4 separate regions of the Mus musculus genome follow, and regions 2, 3 and 4 are each linked to region 1. The links are chromatin contacts, called in public promoter capture Hi-C maps. All regions are on one chromosome and are shown on one strand. The core of a region is the stretch at or near the end of the contact, and the rest is flanking DNA. Distances in the headings are between cores, read along the strand shown.

Region 1 (7,047 bases), core at 2,971-5,470:
TTGCTTGCTTGCGAGGCAGGATCTCTCTATGCTGCCCAGACTGACTTTTTATCCTCCTGCCTCAGCTCTTCCATTTCTGAGATTAATACCACCACACACTGCAATTCTTATATCTTTATGACAGGCGGTCATAAGAATTGGAAGTAAGAATTATTATCGGCTGGGTTCCTTTTTTTTTTTCAGTTACGTTTTCATGATGTTGCCTGGAATTCTCAAGAGGTCTGTCTGCCTCTTCTTCCCAAGAGCTTAAAAGGAGTGTGCCACCACTCCAGGCTACTATCTCCTTGAATGTGTGCATCAACAAAAAGTGCCTTTGGTAAGGCAGTTCCAAGTGGTAGACGATTTATGTTTCAAAGGGGCAGAGAAAAGATGTATAATTGCAACATTCTAGAGTTACTGCTGTAATTTAGGGTTTGGGGACCTATCTGCCTACTACCAGGTTTTGGCTGGAATAAAAACATTAAATTCTGGCAGTGTTGAGTTTACCTCGACAAGCATTTCAACGGGGCCAAGAAGTACAGAGCTTAGTAATGGGGAAACTTCTGGTGAGTCATAGATAACATGGCCTCAAACTGCTAAAAGCCATGCTAGACTAGAAGTTGGTCAAGAAAATTCTCTTTATCATAAAGAAGCAAGGCTGAGAACCATATACCAGAGAGTGATATATGAAACAGACCTGAAATCCTTCCTTTTTGGGTTTACAATCTGGCAAAACAATCAACTAAACACAAAATAATATAAATGGCAGGCTTTCCTTAAGTGTGTTTCCTGGAACACTGACATCATCTGGGGACAGAGATCTAAACATTCTAGGAAGAGCGAGCATGTATCTCTCTCCATCAGATCATTAGCGAAAAACTTAAGGAAGAAAAAGCTTCCCTGAGGAAGAAAAACTAAAGTTGAAACTTGAGAACTAGGGCTTCAAACCTCTTTATGAGTGCAGGGATCCCAGAGGACCAGCCCTGCTGTGGTGTTGCACACCTTTAATTCCAGCACTTGGAAGGCAGAGGCAGGCGGATTTCTGAGATCAAGGCCAGCATGGTCTACAAAGTGAGTTCCAGGACAGCCAGGGTTATTCAGAGAAACCCTGTCTCGAATAAAAAGAGAGAGAGAGAGAGAAGAGAGAGAGAGAGAGAGAAAGGCCTAAATTCCAAAACCATCACTTTGCATAATTAACTTCAACATATGATTTTTTTTTATTTTAAACCATAACAGGAAGGGGAAAAAAAACTAAAATAACAATTAAGATGAGAAAAGGGACAGAAGAGGGCCCAGAATGAGATATACCTTTTAAGGGCATGCCCTGAGTGACTGAGTGACCACCACCTCCTCCTCCTCCTCCTCCTCCTCCTCCTCCTCCTCCTCCTCCTCCTCCTCCTCCTCCTCCTCCTCCTTCTTCTTCTTCTTCTTGTTTTTTGTCTGTTTTTTCAAGACAAGGTTTCTCTGTGTAGCCCTGGCTGTCCTGAAACTCAGAAATCTGCCTGCCTCTGCCTCCCAAGTGCTGAGATTAAAGGCGTGTGCCACCACTGCCCTGGCTGAGTGAACTTCTTCTAATCAGGTCCCTTCTTGACTGCACTCTTCCCAATTAAGGATCCATCGATAGGCACTGGAGATGTAGCTCAGCCTGGGCTACATAGTGAGTTCCAAGGAAACTAAGGCTAAATGCATAGATGATAGATAGATAGATAGATAGATAGATAGATAGATAGATAGATAGATAATAGATAGATAGATAGATGATAGCCTCTCTAAAGCCAGATATCTTAACACATAGCTTTAATTTGTTTATTATGAGGCACAGAGTTAAAATATGAAATTTCCCTCATTCGGTTCCAAGAACATGGCTACTCTCTCTACTGAAAGAATGGATGAATGCAGTGGTGATATCATCTGTCATGGTTACTTTTCTATCGTTGTGATAAAATACTATGACTAAGAAAACTTATAAAGATTTTAATTGGGTTTATGACTTTATAGGGTCAGAGTCTCCGATGTCAGGGCAAAGGCATGGTGACAGGAACAGCTGAGACCTCACATCATCATCTGAGAACAGAAGGCAGAGTGCACACTGAGTGGCGGGAGGTTTCTGAAGCTAAGTCTGCCTCCATGGCACATCTCCTCCAACAGGACCACACCTTCTAATCCCTCCTGAACAGTTCTACCAACTGGGGATCAAGTATTCAAACCTTTGAGCCTATGAGGGCCATTCTCATTCAGACAACTACAGTGTCTTAGCCACGTTAGTTTTCTCAACTCACAAAAGTCAGACACAAAGTCATATTGAAATGCCAAGTCCTAGTTCCCTCTTTCATCCCGAGTCACTCCAAATCATGCCACTTTGGCATAAAGATTATCTTGAACTGAAAGCAACTGAGCAGAACCATGTATAAGAAAACCGCTTGCCCTCCCATTGTCTGTACAAAGGCAGGAGGGTTTCAAGGCATCCTCCCACCCCTTTCTACCAGAAAACACAGAAGCTAGTTACCTGGAAGAGCTTTCGATCCTTTTGTTTGGTGGTTGGTTGGTTTGTTTTTTTGTTTTTGTTTTTGTTGTTGTTGTTTGTTTGTTTGTTTGTTTGTTTTTGAGACAGGGTTTCTCTGTGTATCCCTGGCTGTCCTGGAACTCACTCTGTAGACCAGGCTGGCCTCGAACTCAGAAATCTGCCTACCTCTGCCTCCCAAGTGCTGGAATTAAAGTTGTGTGCCACCACCGCCTGGCTGAGCTTTCGATCCTTATCAACCCAGAAGCAGAAAGATCTTATATACTGTGTCTACCATGAATCTCTCCTATTTTGACTTCCTGCAGCTTGTTGCCTTTGGGAACTAAGAACTACTTTCTTCTGTCATTTCTCTACAAAGTTATTGTTCTTTGTGGGTGATCACAAACTTAATTTTTCTTTCAAGACAGGGTTTCTTGAAAACCTGTGTATCCCTGGCTGTCCTAGAACACGCTGTGTAGACCAGACTGGCATCAAACTCAGAGATCTTCCTGCTTCTGCCTCCTGAGTGATAGGATTAAAGGCATGGGCCACCACTGTGGAGCTCTTAATTTTTATCTATTTGTTTTTGAGACGGGGTCATATATAGGTAGCTCAGGCTGGCCTCAAATTCAGTGTGTAGCCAAGGCTGGCTATGAACTCCTGACCTTCCTTGACTATATCCCAAGTGCTATGATTTAAGGATACGTTCCCTCCAGGGGACCAACAAAGGCAGAAGGGCAGGTTTGGTTCCCTTTTCCTTCTGAACTACAGAGGTTTCTGGGTTTGGTCATAGCTGTCTCTGTTCATCTGTCGCCATCTCTCTCTGTTTGATCCCTTGCTAGGGCTTGCATGACAGGCAAGTGTTCTGCCACCAAGAAGTTCTTATTCTTCAGCTATATACTTTCTAGATTACATTCAGATCACCACTACCTTTTTACAGCCGAGTAGGTATAGATGATGAAATCAGGGTTTTCTGAGGTATATCCCATTTCTAGGGAAAATGTCTTCTCTATGAAAACTTGACAGTTCCTAAATTCTCTAGGCCCTTCAGGGTCTGCCCTGTAAGAGTGTTCTGATCTGTATGCTGTATAGGAATCTTGTCATAGCTCCCTAGTTGCCAGGTTGGAAGCAGAGATCATTTGGGTGTTTTGAGGTTAGAAGCTAAAGGCTGGGCTAGGAGAGAGTTCTGAGCACTTGCCAGTTCCTTGGCCATATTGAGATGCCCACAAAGGCTACACAACCTCCTTGATTAAATCGTTCAGGAAGAACTCACTGAGCTGGGGGCAAATCTTATACAGGACTTTGGGCAGGGCACCTTAGAAGAGTTCTACCACCAGAAACAAGAGGCACAAGGGGATCAGATGATCAGACACCAAATAGAATTTCAACCTTTAATTTTGCTTAGAGATGACTCTTGAAGTTGGCAGAACGTGCGTCTTTTTGGTCCAGGTGCAAGGACTCAAACTTTGAGCCAATGAAGCACCCTGATGGAGTTTGCCACCAGGCGCGCACACAGGGACCACTATACCAAGCACAGACGCGCTCCTCTGCCCATCTCCAAGATGGCGGCCCCGGGATTGCCCGACCTGTCTCCGTCTCCAAAATGGCCGTCCGCCCCGCCCACTCCCTCCCCTCCGGGAGTGCGCAGCACGCTCCCGCCGCCCCTCCTCCTCGAGCTCCACCCAGGTCGCTGGCAGCGCGGTCGGTGGCCGCGATTTCCCGCCATTGTGAGAAGTGGAGGCTAGGACGGTCTCCCCCCCACCCCTCCGGCCGCTGGCCAGCAGCTCCGAGGCGCTCGTGCCCGTCACCGCAGCCACCTCTCCTTGAGACGCGCGGAGGCCCGTGGCTCGCGACGCCCCCGCGCGTGGGAGGGCGCGGACGAGGAGCGGCCGAGCCCCCGAGAAGCCGGGCTCCGAGCGCGCTCGGCCCGCAGAGGAGCGCCCGCCGCACGGGCCGCGCTGGCCCCGGCCCTCAGCGCCATGCCCTGTGGAGAAGATTGGCTGAGCCACCCGCTCGGGATCGTGCAAGGCTTCTTCGGTGAGTGGCGCGTGGCGAGCAGGGCCGGGAGGGGAGCGGAGTTTGCGGGACCAGGCCCGCCGCGCGGCCGCACTCCGGACGACGGGCCGGGGGAATCACTGCCGAGGGCTCGCGTGGCCCCGGGCCTGGAAGCCGAGCAGAAGCAGCCGTCTCCGGCCGCCGGCGCTGGCGCCGCCGCCGCCTCCCGTCACCTGCCCGCTGCCCGGCCGCGGCTCGCTGGCGGCGGGGCCGCGGCTCCGAGCGCTAGCTGTGATTGACGGCCTGGCTCCGGGCCGGTGGCCTACGTAGCCCGGGTGCTGCAGACACGGAGAGGTCCCCTTGCCCACGGAGGGCCCTTAGAGCGGCCGCGGAGAGAAGCCACTGCCTGTGGGAGCCTGCGGGATATTTCAAAACTTCCGGGGTGTGTAAGGGAGTGCTCGAGCCTTCGCTCAGAAGTTCTCTCTGTTTCCCTTGACATCCGGGAGAATGCTTCTTCTTTTTTTTTTTTTTTTTTTTTTAAATTATTCTTCCTGCCCTGTTGACATTAGAACCCGTCTGCTCTGTTACCTGTTCCCGTACCAGGGCTAGCTAGAAATACTCAACTACTTAGATGAGTTGCCACAGAACGGGAGCCGAGAGTGCTGTAGGCAAGCTGAGTAAATTCTAGGTGTAATTGTCATCGTTGCTTTTTTTGGTTAACCAGACCTCCGATTCCCACGCGCATCCCAGATTTCGGTGCGTTTAATGACTGGCCTGTGCCACCGGTCTCCGTGGAATGTGTTTTCTGTAGTAACGCTCCCACCGGATCGGATTCATTTTACCTAGAATTCTAACTAATCAGGTAGTTTCCCAGGGTGAAACTAAAGCCGGCAGATAGAAGGGCTGGGTAGACATGACGATTATATAGCCAGTGAACACACAGTGTCTTCAACAGGGGCAGGGGTGTGCAAGCCCGCGAAAGAGTAAACCACGGGCTTGGGGTATTATAGCTCAGTAGTAGAATGTGTGCCTGGCCTGATGAATGGTCTGAGTACAGTGCAGGTGGAAAGAGGCAGATTCAAACCTAGCCATCTAGGGTGGTTATCAAAGGGTGTGTGTAAGCTGCTACCTGTGATTCTGTCATTTGGAAGGCAGAGCCCTTCGCTAAGTGCTAGTAATTGAAGTTCAAAATATTGGACCCAACAACTGGCATGTCGAGACTAACAATGATTCCCAAATGTCAAGCCAGGGTTCAGTTCTGTACTGGGTGAAAGTGCAAATGTGTAGATAAATTTTTAGGGGAAAAAAAATCTCTCCGTAGTTAAAGGTTTGGGACTTAAAGGGTTAAGTTCCAATGACCGATACCAGAATTCCTTACCCTTTAGTTTGAGGCAGGTCCCTAGCCCTAGCTGGCTGGCTTGGCGCTCATGGAAATCCTCCTGCCTCATCCTTTGGAGTGTTGCGTGTGCCACCTTACCCAGCCAGAATCTCCATTTATGAGAAATATCCCACTACCACGGTCCTGCTGTAGGGAGTTCGGGGAAAATTGCATTTGATTATCAATATTTTATAAATATTTTGGAATGTTTTGGAAAGGTCACTGCTGCCCTCTGAATGACTCTTTGGGAGAGAAGTGTATAACCTGCTCTGCTGTATTTCTGCTGTGTTTTCCTGTCGCAGTGATTACATTGGGTACCTTAAAGCTGGAGACTCTTTGGTCTGTGTTTGATTTTTGATTTCCGTACTGGGGGTTGAACCCAGTACAAGCAGGCAAATAGTCCACCACTGAAGCTGGTCTTCTGGCACGTGCCTCCATACCCAGTCTCTGTATCAGCTTTAGATATTAATTATCTCTTGACCCTGTCCAGAAATCTTCATCTCCAGCACTGCTGTCATAGCCCAGGATCTTTAGTCACGTTTTGGATTTCTGCAACAGCCTCCCCGTCTCTCTTGCACTTTCTATGCCAGAACCAGTGGCTTCCGGTTGGTTATAGAGACTTCCCCCCCTTGGGTTTTAGTTTCACTAGTATCCCCAGGTTGCCCTTGAATTCTCCATTTTTTACCTCAGCCTCTGGGAGATTACAAACAAACTTCACTGCACTCCTGTTGACCTGAGTATATTATGACCTTAGTATCTGACCTACACCCTTTTTCCTCCTCTGATACCCTGTATACTGTATAGCTCTGTACCCTGTACCCTGTAGCTCCAGCTGCTCTTGAGCATTTGCCTCCAAATTCTGGGATTACAGGCATGTACCTGCTCTTCTGGCTTTTTTTTTAAAGATCTATTTATTTATTTTATGTATATGAGTGCACTGTAGCTGTACATGGTTGTGAGCCTCCATGTAGTTGTTTGGGAATTGATTTTTTTTTTTAGGACCTCTGCTCGCTCCGGTCAACCCTGCTCACTCTGGTCTGCACCGCTCACTCAGTCCTTGCTCTCTCCTCCGGCCCAAAGATTTATTTATTATTATAAATAAGTACAATGTAGCTGTCTTCAGACACACCAGAAGAAGGTGTCAGATCTCATTACAGGTGGTTGTGAGCCACTATGTGGTTGCTGGGATTTGAAC
Region 2 (7,047 bases), core at 2,809-5,308, 2.3 Mb after region 1:
AATTAAGCCACAGATTAGCGGCAGATGGCAGTGATGTTAAGTACACGTTAACCTTTTGTATTTTCTCAGCTACTTATTCGTTTGTTTTGTCTTTTTTCAAAGCAGGCCTGAAACTTGAGATCTTTCAGGTTCTGACTCCTAAGTGCTGGGATTATAGATATGCAACAGCATGCCTGGCCAATATTTGAGGTATTTTTTGCTTGCTTGGTTGGTTTTTTTAGAAAGGGTTTAACTATGTAGCCCTGGCTGGCCTGGAATTTACTATATAGACCAGGCTGGTCTGGAAGTCACAGATATCCCCCAAGTACTGAGACTAAGGAGTGCAGCACCTTGCCCAGCTCATTTACTTATTTTGGATTTATTTATGGGCTAGGAAAATAGTCCAGTAGATAAAGGTGCTTGCTGCCAAGACCAATAATCTGAGTTCCATCTCCAGGACCCACTCAGCAAAAGGAACTCCCACAAGTTGTCCTCTGTCAGGGTCACACACACACACACACACACATACACAAACTATATGAAACTTTTAGAGTTATTTTATTTCTGCCCGAGAGTGTTGGTGCAGGCCTTTACTCCTAGCACTCTGGAGGAAGAGGCAGGCAGATCTCTGAATTCCAGGCTAGCCTGGTCTACTACACAGAGAATCCCTGTCTTGAAAAAACAAAACATCACAACAACAACAACAAAAATCACACACACACACACACACACACACACACACACACACACACACACACACATTTAATTTTATTTGTGTAGGTGTGTGATCTTGTGCCAGGTCACACATGTGGAGGTTAGAGGATAATTTTCAGGGCTTGGTTCTGTTTCTGCTGTAAGGGTAGAGGTCAGAGACCAGCATGAGAGGAGGATTTCTCCTTCCACCTTGTGGGTTCTGGGGTTGTAAAGTCATCAGGCTTTGCCCACAGAGCTATCTCACTGGTCCCAGCCCACTAACTTAACATATACTAACATTAGATATAGAAGTTGCCAGACTTCCTGGGTTCAAATCTGCTGCTATGTGTCTATATCACTCTGTGAAAGTTAGCCTGTCTGTGTTTCTGTGCTTTTTCTGTAAACAGTCAGCTAATGACTCCTTTCTCAAAGACCTTGTTATAAAGATTATATACAGCCAAGGATGGTAGCTCCTACTCCAAACCCTAGTACCTGGGAGGCTGAAGCAGGTGGTTTACCTTTGAGTTCAAGGCCATACTGGACAATAAAATGAATTCTAGCTAGCTTTAGTTACAGTGGTAAGATCCTGCCAGTAGTGCTAGTGAGATGGCTCAGAGGTTAAAAGCATTGACTGCTCTTTCGGAGGTCATGAGTTCAAATCCCAGCAACCGCATAGTGGCTCACAACCATCGGTAATGAGAAACAAATAAAAAACCTACAGAGCAGGGGGCCAGAGCAAGAGGGAAGGGGGGGGGGAGATCCTGCCAGTAAAAACAAACAAACAAAAAATAAAACAGGGTTGGGGATGTAGTTCAGTTGGTAGAGTGTTTCCCAAGCATACACAGAGCCCTGGGTTAGATTCCCAGTATTGGATAAAACCCAGCGTGGTAGTACATGCCTTAATCCTGGGAGGTGGACATTCAGGAGTTTAAGGCCATCAAGATGGTTCAGTGGTTAACGGTGCTTGTCATGAAAGCCTGATGACTGAGTTCAATCTCTGTAACCCACAGAAAGGTGGGAAGAGAGAAATGAATCTGCAAAGTTGTCCTCCTGCCCAACATGTGTACCATGTCATGGTATGACACTCCTACATCTCAACACACACACACACACACACACACACACACACACACACACACATACACACACACACACACACACAGAGAGAGAGAGAGAGAGAGAGAGAGAGAGAGAGAGACCCTGAACTCAAGAAGGAGAAGAAGTTGTTGTTTGCATACAGAGTATGAGGCTGCCTAAGCCTTGCCTCAAAAGAAAAGAAAAGAAAAGGAAAAAAGCTTACTTTATAGAGTATTTAGCTCTGTCTCTGGCATATGGTAAGTGTTCAATAGAGAGCAGTCACTGTTACAACTTAGGCTATTCCTTTTTCTCTTGTGTGTGCACACTCACATAAGCCAGAGTCAGTATCAGGTGTCTTCCTTACTTGCTCCAACTTATTTTTTCCAATAAGGTATCTTTTTTTTTTTTTTTTTTTTTTTTTTTTTTTTTTTGAGACAGGGTTTCTCTGTATAGCCCTGGCTGTCCTGGACCCAATAAGGTATCTTATTGACTTTGGAGCGCTCTGTCTTGGCTGGCCAGCAAGCTATTGGGGATATGCCAATCTCCAACCTTCAGAGCTGGGATTACAGATAAAACTCCCAGGCCTGGTAGGATGGGAAGGGAATTTCAGGCCCTTTACTATGGAATCCAAGGTCAAGGGCAGACCATAGAGGGAGATCTGAGGGGCTGGAGCAGCAGTCCAATAGAGCATGCCATAGTAATACTACTGCCAGGAAACAGAGTAGGGGCAGGTCTGACATCCTTGAGGACACTCTAACCTCTGCCCAGAGGAGAACAGGAAAAGGCAGAGGACCTGGGACCAAGAAAGCTGGTGTCTCCCAATCCACAGAGGCCATGAGACAGAGGGGGAGAAGGAAGGAGATGCATGTATTTGTGTAGGGTGCTGTAGGGATACCTGGGAAGGAAGGGAAATCATAGGACTAAGCTCAGAGACAACAGGCTGAGTTTCGAGCCTCGAGGCCCAGAGGAAAATGAGGGTGGTTCAGAGAAATGCGAAGTTTCTGGCTCGTATTCTGGGCTGATCTTATGTCAGCAAGAACAAGAAATGATACCCATGGGTATCATGGGTAAAGATGATTGCTACACTTAGCTGTGACTGACAAGAGTTGCTGACAACACTTGTGGTGTTTCTCTGCAAAATAGAAAGGGGCACTCAGGTTCTGGGACACAGTCTTTTCTCTGTTGAGCTACCTGAAGCTCATCTGAAGCCCTCCTCGCCCTGCATTCCCTGCTAGAGGGGCGCAGGCAGACAGGCTGTCGGGTGGGTTGTGTTGGGAGCGGGTGCCTCACCTTTCAGGATGGCCTGCAGGGAGGCCACCTCCTCTTGGCACTGTCTCTGCACTGCAGCCACTGCCTCCGCCTTGGTGCTCTCGCTCACCTCAGCTACAGCCTTCATGGTTTCCATTTCTGCCAGGGCACCGGCCAGTTCGGCACGAAGCCGACTGAGCTCACTTGACTCGGATGCATCCTTTTGCTTCTCTTGGGGCTGGGGATCCAGCGCTGTGGGGAGCGGGGAGTGGGGGGGACAGTGACCAAGATTTATTCCCACGGCTTGCCGATCTCCTAACACCTCAGGCCACCCAGCAGTCCAGTAACCCAGTCCTACTCTCCATCTACAAGGACCTCATCCCATTCCCCTGGTCCTGCCCCTCCCGGAGTCCCAACTAACTTGGCTCGACCGTCCAATCCCTTCCAGTGGCCCCGCCTCGCCCCCTTACCTGCCCCACCCACAGACACACCCACCGTGTAGGCCACGCCCACCCCGGTGGGCGCTGTGCCCCGCCCCCTTCCCGAGCCTCCGCGCTGGCCGGCTGCCGCCAGCAGTCGCATTCGGCTCCGCCCCCAGCCCCCTGCTCCCCACGTGCGCAGCGGCGCAACTCCCGCACCGATTCCTGGCCGCCGGTGCCCCCGATTCTCACCTAGGGTTGCTGGCGCAGCTGCCATCGTCTCAGCCCAAACGGCGGATTCCCGCACTCACTGGTGATGGCACTCCCGCTTCCGGGTCCGCTCGGCTGTTTCCGGATCCGCTCGGCTGTTTCCGGATCGGCTCTGCAGGGGCCGCGGGGGGTGGGAGGGCGGGATGGTCAAGAGACGCCGACTGCACTCGAGTGGACGCGCGGCCTGGATCCCGCCTTTCTTGCAGCCTCGTGGGACCGCCCCCGCGCTCCCGCGCTCCCTGGAAGCTCCGAGGGCTTCGGGTCTGCGGTAGTCTTCTCTGGTGCTGAGGATCTGCTGAGGCTCCACTCGAGGCCACCTCCTGGAACGCCTGGTCTTAGTCCTAGAGGACGCTGCGCGCGGCCTCCTCCTTCCCTCCGCCCGGCCGCCCTTCCGCCGTAACCCGACTCGCGTTACTGCGAAGTGTGCCCGGCCCGCCCAGCATCTCCGCCCCGCGGGCCAGGGCTGGGTTGGCGTTCTGAAGCTTGGCGCAGTCAGTGGCAGAGGTGCGAAATCTACGTGTCTCCAATCCCATTTTCATATGGCTTCCTGCAAATCTCTTTCTCCACTCCCAGGGCTGTAAATCTTTCAGCCTGGGTCTGGGTCAATCTCTCATTATGTATGACCTCTCGCTTTGGAGAGTCACAGCAATTCAAACAAGTACAGAGCCTGGGTCCCCCTGCCTCCAAACCGGTTTTCTATAAAAGACTTTGAACCTGGAAGTCCTTGATTCTTTGTGGTCTCCTTGGAATGCACACCAGTGTACTTATACCAGGATGCCTTCCTCATTTCTCCAGCACTAACACCCAATCGTAGTACCCATCACGCCTGAACTAGCAAGATAACCCTTATCTCCTCCTCCTATGTGCCTACTGGTGGGCTTTTAGTGTTAGAGGGAGCCCACTACAGATTATCCCCAGACAGCCTGTGGTGGTTTGAAAATGCTTGGCCCAGGGAGTGGCACTATTTGGAGGTGTGGTTTTGTTGGAGTGGGTATGGCCTTCTTGGAGAAAGTATGTCACTGTGGGTGTGGGTTTTAAGACTCCCTCCCGACCCCCACCCCCGGCTGCCTGGGAGCCAGTCTTCTGTCTTCAGAACAAAATGTTGAACTCTCAGCTCCTTCTGCATAATGTCTGCTTGGATGCTGATATGATCCTGCCTTGAAAAATCTCATGAAAGAGATTTATTGGAGGGTCCTGGGTGTGAAGAACAAATCCAGGGGTGGCTGCCCTCTGTTCCCAGGAGCAGACAGCACGGAATTAAATAGAGGGCAGAGCTTAGATAGGATTTCTTAGGGGTGGAGCTTTTCAGGGCAGAGAGTTCCAGATTAAGGATTGGTGGGATTTCAAGTCCTGACTTTGGGGAGCTCAGGGATTGGTGGGGTTTTGCGGGAAGCCCAGAGATTGGTGGGTTTCCCTGCTTAAGGATTGTTGACTCCCCCCCCCCCCCCCCCCGCCTTCCTTTTTTCCTGCATCTAGGCTATGGGTTAAGGTAGGAAGTCCTTCCTGGCCACAGCCGGCTTTTACTGAGGCACCACCTCTGTAGGGCCGCTGGCGAGGCTGGAGAGCTCCTGCTGTAGTAATTCACCAAGAGTGTAGGCCGAGGCAGGAAAGGCGTTACCACCGTGGACAGCTCCTGCTGAGGTGGGGGCGGGGGTAAGGAAATGCATCCGAGTGGACAGCTCCTGTGATGGCTGCAGGCTGAGAAGGCCTCCTCCCTGCCACCATTTTGACAGGAGCTGGCATTTTTGATAGCTTCTGCGAGGGCATTTTATTGTGGCTGGGGTTGACTGCCGCTTTGACATCTTTTGCGGGATGCCATTGAGGGACTACATTGTGGGTAAAAGTATTTGCTGTGGGAGCCCGATGACATCGTTTACAGCTTCAGCACCCACAGCAAAGCAGATTTCCTCTTGGTTACAGGCTAGCCTTGTAGAGGAATTTTAATCCAGCAACCTGGCTGCTCTGGCAAGGAATCACATCCAAAGATCTAGGTGTAAGTTTTATTCTATTTTTTTTTCTGTATATTCAGCGACTTTTAGTGGTTTCTTCATACACTCTTCTCCTGGCTCCTTACAATATCTTCTCAGCCGGGCATGGTGGCGCATGCCTTTAATCCCAGCACTCGGGAGGCAGAGGCAGGCGGATTTCTGAGTTCGAGGCCAGCCTGGTCTACAGAGTGAGTTCCAGGACAGCCAGAGCTATACAGAGAAACCCTGTCTCGGAAAAAAAACAAAACAAAAAACAAAAACAACAACAATATCTTCTCTGTTCAGCTCTGCTTCTCCTGTCTCAGCTGTCACCAGCTATCTTCTCACTTAGCTCTCTGACCCTATTTGTCTGCCTACTGGAAGCTTCTCTCTACTATCTCTGAATCCTATTCCTGAACCCTACTCCAAGCTCTCAGCCCTGCTGGATTTCTATGACCTCTCTTGTTCCCAGAATTCTAAGAGGCAACTGACACTGAAGGGCAGAGAGTCCTTTAAAGGGTCAGGCACATAAATCATGCTACACCTAGGTCTGTGTGATCTGACTGGAATGACACACCTTTAATCCCTCAGGCTGGAATACAGATATACCCTTAGTATACACCTTTAATCCCTAACAATGCAGAGAAAGTTTGAAGAAGGGAGCAGCCATGTTTGGAAGTGACATCTAATTGAGAGGTAAGTGGTGAATCAGAGAAAGATTTGACAGAATGAGTCAGAGATATGATATGCCTAACTCTCACCAGAACAGCCCAGGGAAGAGAGCAGAGTTGAATTGGTTCTATGCGTGCAGTAGAGTTCAGGCAATGCAGTTGAATTCAGTTGAGTTGAATTTAGTGCAGTTGGTGCAGTTCAGTTGAATGTAGTTGAGTTTGTGCAGTTCCATTCAGTTTGTGTGGTCAGTGAAGTTCAGTTTGTGGAATTCAGAGACAGTTTTTCCAAGCAATTATGTCAGAAGCCAAGAGAAGCCAGACTGAATCAGTCAGACTGTTCAAAGGCTCCAAGCCCAGGCCCAGGGATACTTAGAACAGAGAAAGAAACACTCTGGCTCAGCCCAAGGAGTATATATAGGCACAGCTTGGATATGACTCTCATCTCATCCCTTCATCTGAGGAGATGAAAGTTACTTTTACAAGCCTGATCTACATTACAAGTATTCCAGGCCAGTCAGAGCTAAGTAAGTCACTGTCTCAAAAAAATAAAACCATTAGTTTCCTTTTAAAGGAAATATGTCAGCAGTTGCAGTGGTGTAGGAATGTAAGATCCCACTGGGAAGGCTGAAGCAGAAGAAGTGGAAATTCTGGTCTAGCCTTAGTTACATAGCAAGACCCTGCCTCAAAAACAACCCCCCTCCCAAACCCAGATGCTTAGTAGCT
Region 3 (7,047 bases), core at 2,417-4,916, 2.2 Mb after region 1:
TAAAGTAGAAACCTAGTGCAATGGAAACTCCCAGAAATCTATGAGGGTGACCCTAGTGAAGACTCCTAGTAATAGAAGATCAGAGCCTGAACTGGCCATCCTCTGTAACCAGGCAAGACCTCAGGTGGAAGGAGTGGGGCACCAACCCAGCCACAAAACCTTCAACCTACAATTCGTCCTGTGTTGTTGTAAATGCTATTAATGAACTTTATTATTTCTTAATATGCCCCAGCCAGTCCCCCAGTAACCAAGGCAGTGTCTTATCGATTTATTTAATCAGTTTTAGCACAATTACTGGGTGACTATTCCTAAACTTTTTTCTTCACTAGTCTGGCTATTTCCCAGATGCACTCACCAAGTACTTGCTGTTTGAGTCTCCCTGGTGTCATTTTTGCTCCATTAATCTGTCTCAGGGGACACTTCTCTAAGCCACGTGCTCCTGTTCTCTGGCGTGTGCCAGACTCAACCAGCAAGAACGACGCTGCAACAGGATCCTTCTGCACACGTTTATTGGGAGAGCTTGATTGCAGAGGCGAAGAGACCCCGAGCCCAGAACTGGTGCTGCTTATATAGGCCTAGGAGAGGCGGGTCTCACACCCGGATTGGTTATGCACTATACCTCATTTGCATGTTCCTCATCTGATTGGTTATACTTGCAGAACCTCATTATCGTGCCCGGGCCAGGCAGTGTCTTGGCAAAAAACTTTACTGCATATGTACACATTGGTTGTTTGCCCAAACTTATGCGTGGTGGCCAGCAGTAGCCAGCGCCACTCTGCAACGGCACATGTGGCTTCCCACACTGTTCCATCTGGTCTAATGGAGACCTCCTACTGTCTTCTTTCTTCTTCTCTTTCCTTCCTTCTTCCTCTTATGGCCCCTACCTGGGAACCCTGCGTGGTAACGGAACGCTCCCCCCTCCCATCTCTATGCTTCCTAGGGGCTGGCTGTAGCCACTTTAATTTAACCAGTCAGAAAAGATTGGTGAGTAAAATTCATAAGACATCATTGGGTGTGAGAATGTGCTCATCAGACTGCCACCTGTGGGCCAAGATTTAGCATTTGAATACGTAGCAGCACCAGACCAACCCCCACCAGTCTAGCCAGCAATATGTGCTGGGGCAAAGGTGGCACAGAACTCATGGAAGTGACCAACCAATTCCTGGTCCAACTTGAGACCCATGCCATGAGAGGAAGCCCAAAGGCTTGGAACCAGACACTGGAAAGCCAGAGACCTATGATAGAACCAAACATAATTGGAAGAAAAATAAAATGTCAATGAAATGATTCCTAATGATATTCTGCTACACTTGTAGACAGGAGCTTAGCATAATCGTCATCTGAGAGGCTTCATCCAGCAACTGATAGGAGCAGATGCAGAGATCTACGGCCAAACATTAGGAGATGCTCAAGGAATCCAACAAAAGAAAGGGTGGAAGGATTGTAGGAGCCAAAGGATCAAGGGTACCACAAGAAAACAGCCCACGGAATCAACTAAGCAGGGCTCATAGGGGTTCACAGTACTGGCTATTCTCCATGTGTGTGTGTGTGTGTGTGTGTGTGTGTGTGTGTGTGTGTGTGTGTATGTGTGTGTGTAGGGGGGGTTGGTTTGGTTTTGTCTTGGTATAGCCATAGTGAGTGTGGCATCTCCTTCTGGTTTTGATTTGCATTTCCTCTATTAGTAAAGATATCGGACATTTAAAACTGTTGTTGTGTGTAGAGTTCACAACATAATCACATGTGTGAAGGATTTAGAGGTGTGACCTTGCCAGGCTTGATGGTGCATGCCTTTAACCCCAGCACTCCAGAGGGAGAAGTTGGAGGTTTTCAGAGCTCAAAGCTAACCTGGTTATGAGGCAAATTCCACTAGGACAGCTGAGGTTATAAAGAGAAACCCTGTCTTGGAAAAAAAGAAAACAGAAAAAAATAGGTGTGGCCTTGGAGGAGGTGTATGTCTGGATCCCACACTCTTCCCAGTTCTCTCTGTGTGTCTCTCCCCCTCTGCCTCTTTCTGTGTCATCTCTCAGCTTCTGCTCTGGCGCCATGGCTGCTGTCATGTCCCTGCCCGGTTGATCATGGACTCATCCTCTGAAACTGTAATCCCCAGTGAGGTCTTTCTTCTATACGTTGCTTTGCTTTTGCATGGTTTCTTCATAGCAACAAAAACGGACCTAATCCTGGAAGCTGAACTCTGGCAGGCAACATGCATACACAAGAGACTGGCACTGGGGCCACGCTGAGGTAGGCACACAGACATGCATACACTGCCAGCAGGCTAGCAGGCTAAGGTGAAGCCTCAGGCCTCTGACCTCAAGGCCGTCTTTATATAAAACCCACCCAACAGTGCCATTTTGCTAGAATTATACTTCACTGTTTATTTTTGGGCACCCCAGACATCAGTTGGTGAAATGCTTGCCTAGTATGGATCTAGACCCTGGGTTCCATACCCAGTACTACAAAAATCTAGGCCTTGTATGTTGCAAAGGCCACTAGGAATTGGGGGAGGTGGGAGGTGGTAGGGTGGTAGTCAGGGGAGGTGGTCAGAAGACAACTATCAGGAGTTGTTTTTTCTATTCTGTGGCCATAGGGAACTAACTCAAGTTCTTACGCTTGGTGACAAGTGCTTTTTCATCTGAAACACCTCGTGGGTCCAGTGGCTAGCTAGTATATGCTCATTCTGCACAAGGTACTGTCCCACACACATCATATGTTCTCATTTTATTTTCCTAATATCAAATGAACAAGTGCTATTATTCCCCTTTGTTTGTAGCACAGGGAGAAGAGCAGAGAGAGATTAGAAGTTAGAAAGTTTGCCTAAGAAAACGGTAAAGACAGGATTCCAACACTCAAGATCTATGAAGTTTGCTTAAACCTGAGAAACCATGCTCTCTTCTGAAGCATATATATTAAAATTGGAAAGATAAGGTAAGATTAGTATGGCCCCTGCACAAAGATGTCACACAAATTTGTAAAGCGTTCCGTATTTTTAAAATCCTTTTCTAAAACAAAACAAAACAAAACAAAATGACAACAACGACACTCCTCCAAAACCTCGCAGGACATCGGCATCAAGCTGACACCAGCCCTTAGATTCTTACTCTGAAGTTAAGATGGGCGGCCAGAATACTTTTTGTTTTTTTGTTTTTTTTTTTTGTTTTTTGTTTTTTTTTTCGAGACATAGTTTCTCTTGGCTGTCCTGGAACTCGCTCTGGAGACCAGGCTGGCCTCGAACTCAGAGATCCACTTGTTTCTGCCTCCTGAGCGCTGGGATTAAAGGTGTTGAGCCACCTCCGCAGGCTTCAGAGCTTAGCTTTTTTTTTTTTTTTTTTTTTTTTTCTTTTTTTTTGGCCCAGTCTGGCCTTGAACCCATGATCCTCCTGCTTCACCCTTTCTAGTGTAGGGAATTACAGACGTGCACCATGGGGCGGTTACTAAATTCTATATTGTCAGTCTTGCAGCCTAGTCCGGGCGGTCCTAGTGAGCAGCCAGTCAGTCTTAGTTTAGATAAGATTTAGAACCTCGGCTACTAATTCGTCCCAGGCCGTGTATAGCGCAAAGGCCACTGGGAATTGTAGTTATTTAGCGCATTCTTTGGTGCTTCCGGGAAGTGACGCCCCCCCAACCTTTTCCTCTTCCGGCGTCGTGCCTGTCTCACCTGCTCAGAGGGACTCGGCAGCTTAGCTGGTTCGTGTCTCTTGGGCCTCGTGCTCCGTGGAGGGCAAGGGGGAGGCCGTGCAGGCGGGAACGGGGGTCCGGGTCGGGAGATGGTAGCCGCGGTTGCCCCCAAACCCTGACGCCGCGGGTTTCCTCAGGTTCCGGCCGCGAGCGCCTCAGCCCTTCAGCGCCGTCGCCATGTCGCGATTCTTCACCACCGGCTCGGACAGTGAGTCGGAGTCGTCCCTGTCCGGGGAGGAGCTCGTCACCAAACCGGTCTCCGGGAACTACGGCAAACAGTGAGCTGGGGGCGCGGAGGGGACGGGTTTGGCGGGCTGCGGGGGCTCGGGTGGGCGAGCGGAGCCATGGGCTGGGCGCGTCTGAGAAAGGAGCTCTCGCAGCGAGCTGGGGGAGCCCTCGGCGTCCTCGGTACCGAGGAGGAGGAGAGGTTTTCCGTTGCTTAGTATTGCATCAGCTCTTAAGGCCTCCAAGTCTGCAGCCTCGTAACTCCTGCCCACATTCCATCTCTCGCATCCCTTCCCGCCCCTTGACTGTGGCTTTCGGAAACTCCCCGTATCGTAAATCTTCCCACTAAGCTTAGTCGTTATGATTTGTACTCATGGAGGGAAACCCTCAGTGCTTGGTTAGTTTGGCCCTGAAATCCGGTCGTTTGGCTCTGCGTGCCAAATGCTAAACACTGCTGTGTTCATCTTTATTTACTGTCTTTTTCTCGATCTCTGTAAATTAAAACTTTTTGAACTTTGAAACAGTTCTCAAAACAACATTGTTTTTGCTGTGTACCTGAAGGGTTTTAAGACATACTTACCTCCACAGAGACTTTTTTTTTTTTTTTTTTTTTTTGGTTTTTCAAGACAGGGTTTCTCTGTGTAGCCCTGGCTGTCCTGGCACTCACTTTGTAGACCAGGCTGGCCTCGAACTCAGAAATCCGCCTGCCTCTGCCTCCCGAGTGCTGGGATTAAAGGCGTGCGCCACCACGCCCGGCGCTCCACAGAGACTTGTAGAGAATTGTAGATGAATATCCAGACATATCCATGTGACTGCGATAGCATAACACTGTCCAAAGTGGAAAAACTATCACTTGTCCCATATTAAAAAAAAATTGTCAGGAAAAGTTAATACCATGGAAAGAAAATAATAGAGACACTGTTGCTAACTGAATGCTTTCACCCATTATTGAAAAAAATACAATCAAAGAGAGTGTTAGAATTCACCAAAACTAGTGGCCTCTCCTATTTTGGGAAATGTTTCTTTTTAGAATCTGGCTAGGTACCAGCTCCTTGGAGCTTTTCCCATTTGTTAGAGTTAGGGGGCCTTTTGTCTGCTGCTTTCTTAGGTACTTGTAGCCATATGTGCTGTTAGACAGTTGTCTCATACAGTCTATAAGCCTTCTGTTACTTGTTCTTGGGGACATTCTTGTAGATACTGTCAGGGTTTACAAGAGACCTCATTTAGAGTTGCAGCTGCTTAAGATGAGTATGAAGAACAAGGATCAGAGAAGAAGATGGTATGCATGCCTCGGTTCTCATCTGATAAGAGAAATAACACTAGCTAAGACTGAAGGGTAATGGTCTCTGTTCCTTTCATACAGGCCTTTGTTACTGAGCGAGGATGAGGAGGATACAAAGAGAGTTGTCCGAAGCGCCAAGGACAAGAGGTGAGGCTGTCGTAGGTTAGGGGTTAGGGGGAGTGATGGTATTGTTTTCTCCATGATAGACAGACACAGCCAATCTGGTATTGAACTTCCTACCCAGGTTTGAGGAGCTGACCAACCTCATACGAACCATCCGTAATGCCATGAAGATTCGAGATGTCACCAAGTGTCTAGAAGAGTTTGAGCTCCTGGGAAAGGCCTATGGGAAAGCCAAGAGTATTGTGGATAAGGAAGGTGTCCCCCGATTCTACATCCGAATACTGGCTGACCTGGAGGACTATCTTAATGAGGTGTGACTCTGAGCATGCAGAGGGGTGTGGGCCTGGCTGTGCTGCTTGCCTGCTGCCAGGGCTCTCCTCAGGGCTCTTTGCCTTCTTATCTACAGTGGTGCCTAGAAAATAGAAAATGAGATAAAGCAAGGAGAAAAACTTATTTTTGGGCAAAAGCTTGACTATATTTATTGGGGTTTGGCTGTTTTTTGTTGTTCTTGTCGTTACTTTGTTTTTTTTTTTTTTTTTTTTTTCCAGGACAGGGATTTTCTGTATAGTCTTGGCCAACCTGGAACTTACTTTACTCTGTAGACCAGGCTGGCCTCGAGCTCAGAGATCTGCCCACCCCTGCCTTCCTAGTCCTGGGTTGGAGTGTAGGTCAGCTGTAGGCTGCTTGCCTCCATTGAGTCCCCAGCGCTGCTTAGTTAACAGTCTTGGTTAATAGTGGTACAGATTGTGCTCGCTTCGGCAGCACATATACTAAAATTGGAACGATACAGAGAAGATTAGCATGGCCCCTGCGCAAGGATGACACGCAAATTCGTGAAGCTTAAAAAGAAAAAAAAATAGTGGTACAGATGGTGTCTAGATAGCAAGATCCCGGGAGGGGAGGGGATTTTAAAGCCTACATTTTGAAAATGCCACTTAGCCTCGGGTCCCTATTCTTCCTTTTACCCCTGATAGCTTTGGGAAGATAAAGAAGGAAAGAAGAAGATGAATAAAAACAACGCCAAGGCTCTGAGTACCTTGCGCCAGAAGATCCGGAAATACAACCGAGATTTCGAGTCACACATCACCAACTACAAGCAGGTGAGTTGGCCAGAGGCTAAGGTTTGAACTAGGAGGAGTTTGATCCTCCGACAAAACTCCAGAGCATGGGTAGATGACACATGGCTAAGGAGAGAACCATAACAAACTGACGGGTTCAGAAGGAGGAGGCTTGTATGTGGCAGACGTTTTGTTCTTTTGTGATTGATGAGTTGGAGGTCTCACTGTAGCAAACTCACTGTGTAGACCAGGCTGGCCTTGAACTCCCAATGATCTCCTACCTCTGCCTCCTGAGTGGTGGGATTCAAGGCATGGGCCACCATCCTTGGCTTATGGTAGGCATCTTAGTTCTCTGATTTTCCTCAATGCAGAACCCTGAGCAGTCTGCAGATGAAGATGCAGAAAAGAATGAGGAAGACTCCGAAGGTGAGAGAAGACCTTTATTGAAGATAGTTAGAAGGCCCAATGCTATGCCATGCCATGGGTTCTCTTGATCTCATTTCTGTTTTCAGTCTTGGCCTTCAGTGTCTGGCTTTTTTTCCTCCCACTTCCTACCAGGCTCTTCAGATGAGGATGAGGACGAGGACGGAGTCGGTAATACGACTTTCTTGAAGAAGAAGCAAGAATCTTCTGGAGAGAGTCGGAAGTTCCACAAAAAGATGGAAGTAAGCGATCCCAGGTGTA
Region 4 (7,047 bases), core at 1,499-3,998, 2.0 Mb before region 1:
ACAGACAGATAGATCAATCTATGCCATGATTTTGGAAGAGTAGCTTAGGTAGAGGAGCAAGAAGATATGCCTTCTCACATTATCGAGAGGATGAAGATCAATGTATGTCCTCAAGTAGGGTGAGCATGTATTCTTTATTTGGATCAGGAGACTGTATGGGTGGCTTTATCAGTTAGCCAGGGCTGGACAGGGATGTAGTGTCCAGTGGGATTATGATTACTGTGGCTTAAAGGCCAGGAGAGAGGGCTGGCGGGGCATCCATTTTCCTGCTGGATCTGAATGCAGTTAGGATGACTTGGTTATAAGCGACAGAAACCAATCTGATTAATGGTATGCCAAAAACAGTTAATAGGAAGAGGACGGTAGGACTGACTGAGAGATGCTGATGGGTGAGGACACCAGGAAAACCAGGACCCAATACAGGGACTGAGGTACAAGCACCAAGGGCTGTTTCTGTCAGAGGATGTCATGAGGATGAATCAGTTCCCTGCACTCCATCTCCAGGAGGTTTTGCTCAAGCACAGTCACCCCCACTACACTACACACCACATCACACTATACACACACACACACACACACACACACACACACACACACACAAAAACACAAACACTACACACCACACTAAATACACAAACACACACACACCACACACCACACTACACACCACACTAAATACACAAACATGCACACACATACACAATACACACCACACTACACACCACACCACACTAAATACACAAACACACACACACACTACACACCATACTACACTACACACCACACTAAATACACAAACACACACACACATACACTACACACCACACTACACACCATACCACACTAAATACACAAACACACACACACACACTACACACCACACCACACTAAATACACAAACACACACACACACACACACTACACACCACACCACACTAAATACACAAACACACACTACATACCACACTATACAGCACACACCACACACACACATCACACCACACTAAATACACAAACACACACACTACATACCACACTACACAGCACATACCACACACACACATCACACCACACTAAATACATAAACATACATACACACACACCACACTAAATACACAGACACACAGACACACACATACACACTATACACCACACTAAATACACAAACACACACACACATACACACTACATACCACACTAAATACACAAACACACACACATACACATAATACACCACACTAAATACATACATACACACACACACACACACATACACACTACACCACACTACACAACACACACATACACACACACACACGACCACACTACACAGCACACAAAACACATACACACCACTACACAGCACACATACACACACATACCACACACCACACTGCACATCTCACACACACACACACAGCACATAGCACACACACACCACACCACACAGCACATAGCACACACCACACACACACACACACACACACACACACACACACACACACACACTGCCCCCTCCACACACACATACTTTTGTTCATGGCTGGAATCATAGCTGCTTCTCTGACCTGTTTTTCACACAGAAGTCAGAGGGACCCTGCACCTCTCCAGCTAAAACCCTTGGCCAACTTTCCACATATGAGCTCTGCATCTTCATCGTGGCCCAGAAGCTTCTAAGGAGAGAGGAGTGGGTTCCAGGCAGACTTCATACAGAGCTGGTCAGCATATGAAGAAATGTTCCTGCCAGGGCCCTCCATAGAAAAAAAGGTCATTTCAGTTCAGAGGTGGCTGCCTAGCTCCTCTTTCTTTCTTTTCTTTCTTTCTTTCTTTCTTTCTTTCTTTCTTTCTTTCTTTCTTTCTTTCTTTCTTTCTTTCTTTCTTTCTTTCTTTCTTTCTTTCTTTCCTTCCTTCCTTCCTTTCTTTCCTTTCTTTCTTTCTTTCTTTCCTTTCTTTCTTTCTTTCCTTTCTTTCCTTTCTTTCTTTCTTTCTTTCCTTTCTTTCTTTCTTTCCTTTCTTCCTTTTTTTCTGAGACAGGGTTTCTCTATGTAGAGAAGAACTCACTTTGTAGACCAGGCTGGCCTCGAACTCAGAAATCCACCTGCCTCTGCCTCCCGAGTGCTGGGATTAAAGGCCTACGCCACCATGCCTGGCTCTAGCTCCTGTTTCTTTTACACAAGAGTCTTCCTGGCTGACCTTGAACCCCAGGAGTATCTTAGTAGCACTGAAATGTATTTTTATTTTTGTCTCACTGGGAGCTGTGCCCTCTGTGGGCTTTAGTTGTTGCTCCCTTGGTCCTCTGGTGAGGAAGCTGTCTGTGACCCTCCTTCAGCTCCCAGCCAGGAACCTCTGAAATGCCTCCTTGCCCTGGTGGAGCTATGTGCAAACAGCTCCCATCACTGGGTGACCCCTTGGTCTCGGCTGTGGATGAGGTACCAGTCCCACTTACAGTTCTGCAGTCCTGCTGCCCACGGGGACGGTCACAGAGGTTGAGAGTGAAGCAGAGGGGTGCTGGTTGCACTGGTCTCGGAACCAAGGGAGAGTTGGAGGCTGGGCACCTTCTGAGCCTGAATCTTGAACGCTCTCATGACACCTGGGGCTCACCCCTTCTCCTACGGCGATGCTTTGCTGGGGGAGCCTGCCTTTGGCTTCCTGGGGGTAGTTGTGGGTACCATGGCAACAGCAGTCAGATTCTAAGGACTTCCTGTTCCGGGTTCTGGTGTTATCTCAGCTTGAGGCTTCAGGCTTTCTGCTGAGGGGTGACAGGGCTATCAGAAAACAGTTTGTCACTAGCATAACCATGCCTGGCTGCCAAAATATTTTCGCAACAAAAGTAATTTGAATTCCATGTCCAAAATTAGCCTTAATTAATTCTACATTAATATTTTTTGTGTGTGTGTATCCCCTCCCCCATTCCTGTGCCTTATTGATAATGTGTCTTATTGATAACTGTGTCTCTTGATGTGGGAGAAAGTGGTGGGTAGTGTAGCCAGCCCTCTGACAGACATTAGGGTCTCAAAGTGCAAACCTGCAACTGGGCTATGTTCCTTTGCAGGGGAGCGAGCTACACACACACACTTGGAGAGCCTTTGCCGCACTTCCCATACCACCAGATACACACTGTCTGCTCTCCAACCTGGAGTCTGGTCTGTCGCTTCCCTCCTAGCCCAGTGCCACGATGATGGCGTGATAGTGTGTGTGGAAGGAGGTGCCTCAGCGAAAGCTCTGAAGTACAGGTCTGCCCTGTTACTTCTGCCCTTCCCTTTACCTCAGACTTCCCCTATGTAAACTTTCTCTCCAATAGAGGCTTAACACAGGATTTGAATTAAGGTGTTTGAAATACAAGAACCTGACCCTCCTGATATCATACCTGCCCTCTGGATACTATTTCTGGTACTACTGGGGCTACTGGCTAAAAGACAACCCCTGAGCGCCTCCTATTGGCCACACTGGGAAAGTGTCCCAGGGAGCCACAGTCCTTACCACCCCTGAGCCCAACATTTGACCTTGATTGTATTGATCCCTTTCTGAAGCCTTTGGTTTAGAAGCCTTCAGCTCCCCGCTAGATTGCGCCATGGATCGCTCCAGAGCTGAGCTGTAAGCCAAAGTCAAATGCACAGAAATGGAAACTTTCTTGAATCGCTGGAGTTAGCATGGACTTCATGTGGCCTTGGCCACAAGCAATGTCACAGGAAGTCTAGCTGCTTTCCCTGCAAGTTCTACCTGGTGGCATCCACTTGCTGGCGATGTTGTCCACCCACCCCTATGGGAGGGAAACAGAAGGGTGGGAGGCAGAGCCACCATGCCAGCCTTAGGCCAATGTTCAGGGGGCTGCTTTCTGCCCCACCTGGTGTGTTCTGGATCCTGAGGGACTGGCTTCTGACAGCACCTGCTTAGTCTCCCAGAGGGAGAAGGTGAGCAAGTTCCTACAGGGAACAGAGCAGCTCCTCTGATGGCGAGGCCGTGTGTGCATGCTCAGGCAAAGATACATTTCCAGAAATGTGCTGTGAGGCCACAGTGAGTACTGAGTGTGGTTGGCAAAGGACTTCCCCATATAGAGCCAGCTTATGAAGACAGAGAGGTGGCTGTTCATGTGAGTGAACACACACACACACACACACACACACACACACACACACACACACACACAACTAGACTGTGGAGAGGGAAGTGTAGCCCAGTCAAAACAGTAAATGAACCTCCAACCAGGCCATAAAAAAAGATAGATGAATTATCTCACAAGAAATGAAAAATAATCTTCTTGGAACGGGTTGTGGGCTGCAGACCTACACTCCCAACACTGGGAAGTTGAGGCAGGAGTTCAAGGTCACCCATGGTTATAGAGGAAGTTTGAGGCCAGTCTATTAAAACGAACAAGCAAACAAGTAAAAGAATCATACGGTAGCCCACTATGCCTCAGAAGAGCACAGATATCTGGTGTGGAACAGCCTGTAATATCAGAAGACAGGCTGAGACAGGAGGACTCTAAAGCACAGAAAAAGAAGGCCATGGCCATATTTGCCCATCCCTTCCCCTGTGGGGAAGGACTACCTCAGTCTCATACCTCTGTGTTGACACAGCCCCTCAGAGTTCCAAAGGAGAAGCCAAGGGACTGGAAACACACACGGCTCCGTCCCTCAGTAAGGCAGATACTGGAGGAGCCAACACGGCTGTCCCCCACAACCTCTCACTCACAGCAGAGCATCCCCAGCAGGCAACACCAGAAGAGAGGTGGCCAAGCCCAGAACAAGTCTGAAGCCAGGCAAAGGCAGCTGAATGGCAGAGAGCAGTCCCACAGGTCCCATATGGTGTATTTATGCACCAAGGGCCAGGGGAGCAGGTATGTACCGTTTCTGTCCCAGTTAGGGTTTCTATTATTGCAGCGAGACACCAGGAGCAAAGCAAGGCGAGGAGGACAGAGTTCATCTTGCTTACACTTCCACATCATGGTCCATCGCTGAAGAAGTCAGGGCAGGATCTCAAACAGGGCAGGGGCTGGAGGCAGGAGCTGATACAGAAGCCATCGAAGCTTGCTGGCACGGCTTGCTCAGCCTGCTTTCTTACAGGACTACCAGCCCAGGGCTGGTACCACCCACAATGGGCCTACAGGTTTGCTTACAGCCTGATTTCATTGAGGCATTTTCTCAATTGAGATTCCCTCCTTTCAGGTGACTTTAGCTTGTCAAGTTGACATAAATCTGAATCTAGCCAGCACAAGTACCAACTCTGGAAGGCTTCTAAGCAACAAGCTTCCTAACTTGAAAGCATAGATCTGGGTCCAGTCTCCAGTACTGCACAGAACAGGCCACTGCGGCCCCCGTAACCCCAGCACTTGGAAGGTAGAGGCAGGAGGATCAGAAGTTTAGCGTCATCCTTGGCTACAAAATGAATTTGAGGCTAGCCTGGGCTATATAGGACTGTCTCAAAAAACAAACAAACAAACAAACAAACAAACAAAACAAAAAGGAAGAGAAGAGAAGAGAAGAGAAGAGAAGGAGAAGGAGAAGGAGAAGGAGAAGGAGAAGGAGAAGGAGAAGGAGAAGGAGAAGGAGAAGGAGAAGGAGAAGAGAAGGAGAAGAGAAGAGAGGAGAAGAGAAGAGAAGGAAAGAGAAGGAAAGAGAAGGAAAGAGAAGGAAAGAGAAGGAAAGAGAAATGACACCTTAAGGTGGCTTCTTGGTTGCTGGAGAGAAAGAACAGGGCCAACCTTGAAACTCTGGAGCTAGCATGGACTTCATGTGGCCTTGGCCACAAGCAATGTCACAGGAAGTCAGCACTGGACAAGCCACCTGCTTTGTGGTGAATCAAAAAGAACCGATACTACTCTGTATGCATGTCAGACACAGACAAACTGAGCAGATCAGCGTTTCTCAGTCTTGGAGTCTAAAATGACTCTGCCTCCCTGGGCCTTCTGGGACTCTTTTCTAAGATGTGTTGCAGCTCCCCCTGGTGGACTTCCTCCTCCACTGCAAAACCTGCCCAACCACACCTGGTGCTCCTAGTGTTTGGCTAGAACAGTGGCTTCTACGCAATCCTGTGCATATGGGCATATAAATGACTACATTCAGACATTTGCCAGCAACCAATTATGGAGAAGTTGATTTTGAAGCAATTTTGGTAGACATATTTGAAACTATGTTTGGTGACATTGTCATTTATTAAAGATGAAAGCAAATTTGCATGCTAATGAGAAGGTATGCATATTTATTTCTGAATAAGGGTGAGAACTTGGTTGAATATTGGGTATTTAATACTGCGGGATACAAAGCATCTTTTTCAGAGTTGGTCAGTATTTAGATTTTATAATTATCAAAGTTGAGAACATACCTTCACATAGTACAAATGACAAAGTGGCTACTGAAGAAATTGTTGCAAATCCTGCCCTAATCCCATGTCAAAATCCACCTAGTGAAATTTCAAGGAGCCTAGGTTAACAGCCTGGTTTTCATTTAAAATCAAGCATCCTAGCAACACAACCTCCCCAGTGCCTACTGAATACTTGGATTCTGACAAACTGGCAGGGACCATTTAAAAAAGCCATTTGTTGGGGCTGGAGAGATGACTCAGTGGTTAGGAGCACTGACTGCTCTTCTGGAGGTCCTGAGTTCAAATCCCAGCATTCACATGGTGGCTCACAACCATCTGTAATGAGATCTGATGCCCTCTTCTAGGGTGCCTGAAGACAGTTACAGTGTACTTACATATAATAAATAAATCTTTTTTAAAAAGCCATTTGTTTCCCATAATGAAACCATCAGAGGAAAAAACTCTGCATCTACAGTAAAAACACTGCCACTTATACCACACGGCAGCCTTGGGTGGAAGCTGGGGTGTTTCTGGCAGTGCTGTTGGCCTTGTGTGGCTGGCGTAAGGCTGCTTAGTACAAAGCGTGTATGTAAAAAAAAAAAAAGCATGTGTGTTCACAACCCAGGTTGCAGCTGTGAAATGGAACAATATGAAACAAAACAGTCAAAAATACCTTGTGCATTTAATTTTTAATTAATTTTGGGGGCACTGCAGATTCAAAAATCTTTTACTATCGTCATTTTTTCC

Evidence for each region. Promoter capture Hi-C pulls out the DNA fragments that hold promoters and counts their contacts. Capture Hi-C pulls out chosen DNA fragments and counts their contacts.
Region 2: a promoter capture Hi-C map of liver shows a contact between it and region 1, with 6 times the contacts expected there. The contact joins the promoter of Rabep2 here to the promoter of Mcmbp in region 1. A contact is called at or near these places in 2 of 39 promoter capture datasets (liver and pre-B cells) and 1 of 9 other capture datasets (liver).
Region 3: a contact with region 1 is called in a promoter capture Hi-C map of adipose tissue, with 2.4 times the contacts expected there. The contact joins the promoter of Eif3c here to the promoter of Mcmbp in region 1. A contact is called at or near these places in 2 of 39 promoter capture datasets (erythroid cells and liver) and 1 of 9 other capture datasets (adipose tissue).
Region 4: a contact with region 1 is called in a promoter capture Hi-C map of embryonic stem cells, with 3 times the contacts expected there. The contact joins the promoter of Btbd16 here to the promoter of Mcmbp in region 1. A contact is called at or near these places in 1 of 39 promoter capture datasets (embryonic stem cells) and 2 of 115 datasets of contacts at active chromatin or transcription factors (astrocytes and embryonic stem cells).

Annotation. Positions count from the first base shown.
Region 1 is chr7:128,737,602-128,744,648 of GRCm38.p6, reverse strand. Mcmbp (minichromosome maintenance complex binding protein) reads left to right here and starts at 4,220. Exons shown (of 16, transcript NM_145955.3): 1 at 4,220-4,516. The coding sequence starts at 4,459.
Region 2 is chr7:126,425,778-126,432,824 of GRCm38.p6, reverse strand. Rabep2 (rabaptin, RAB GTPase binding effector protein 2) reads right to left here and starts at 4,058. Exons shown (of 13, transcript NM_030566.2): 1 at 3,669-4,058; 2 at 3,040-3,249. The coding sequence starts at 3,693.
Region 3 is chr7:126,562,985-126,570,031 of GRCm38.p6, reverse strand. Eif3c (eukaryotic translation initiation factor 3, subunit C) reads left to right here and starts at 3,666. Exons shown (of 21, transcript NM_146200.1): 1 at 3,666-3,684; 2 at 3,813-3,953; 3 at 5,264-5,329; 4 at 5,427-5,616; 5 at 6,280-6,405; 6 at 6,735-6,789; 7 at 6,922-7,028. The coding sequence starts at 3,853. It overlaps Gm25579 (a small nuclear RNA gene), which reads left to right and starts at 2,883; the gene lies at 2,883-2,988. It overlaps Gm24596 (a small nuclear RNA gene), which reads left to right and starts at 6,052; the gene lies at 6,052-6,158.
Region 4 is chr7:130,769,770-130,776,816 of GRCm38.p6, reverse strand. Btbd16 (BTB (POZ) domain containing 16) reads right to left here and starts at 2,748. Exons shown (of 16, transcript NM_001081038.2): 1 at 2,447-2,748.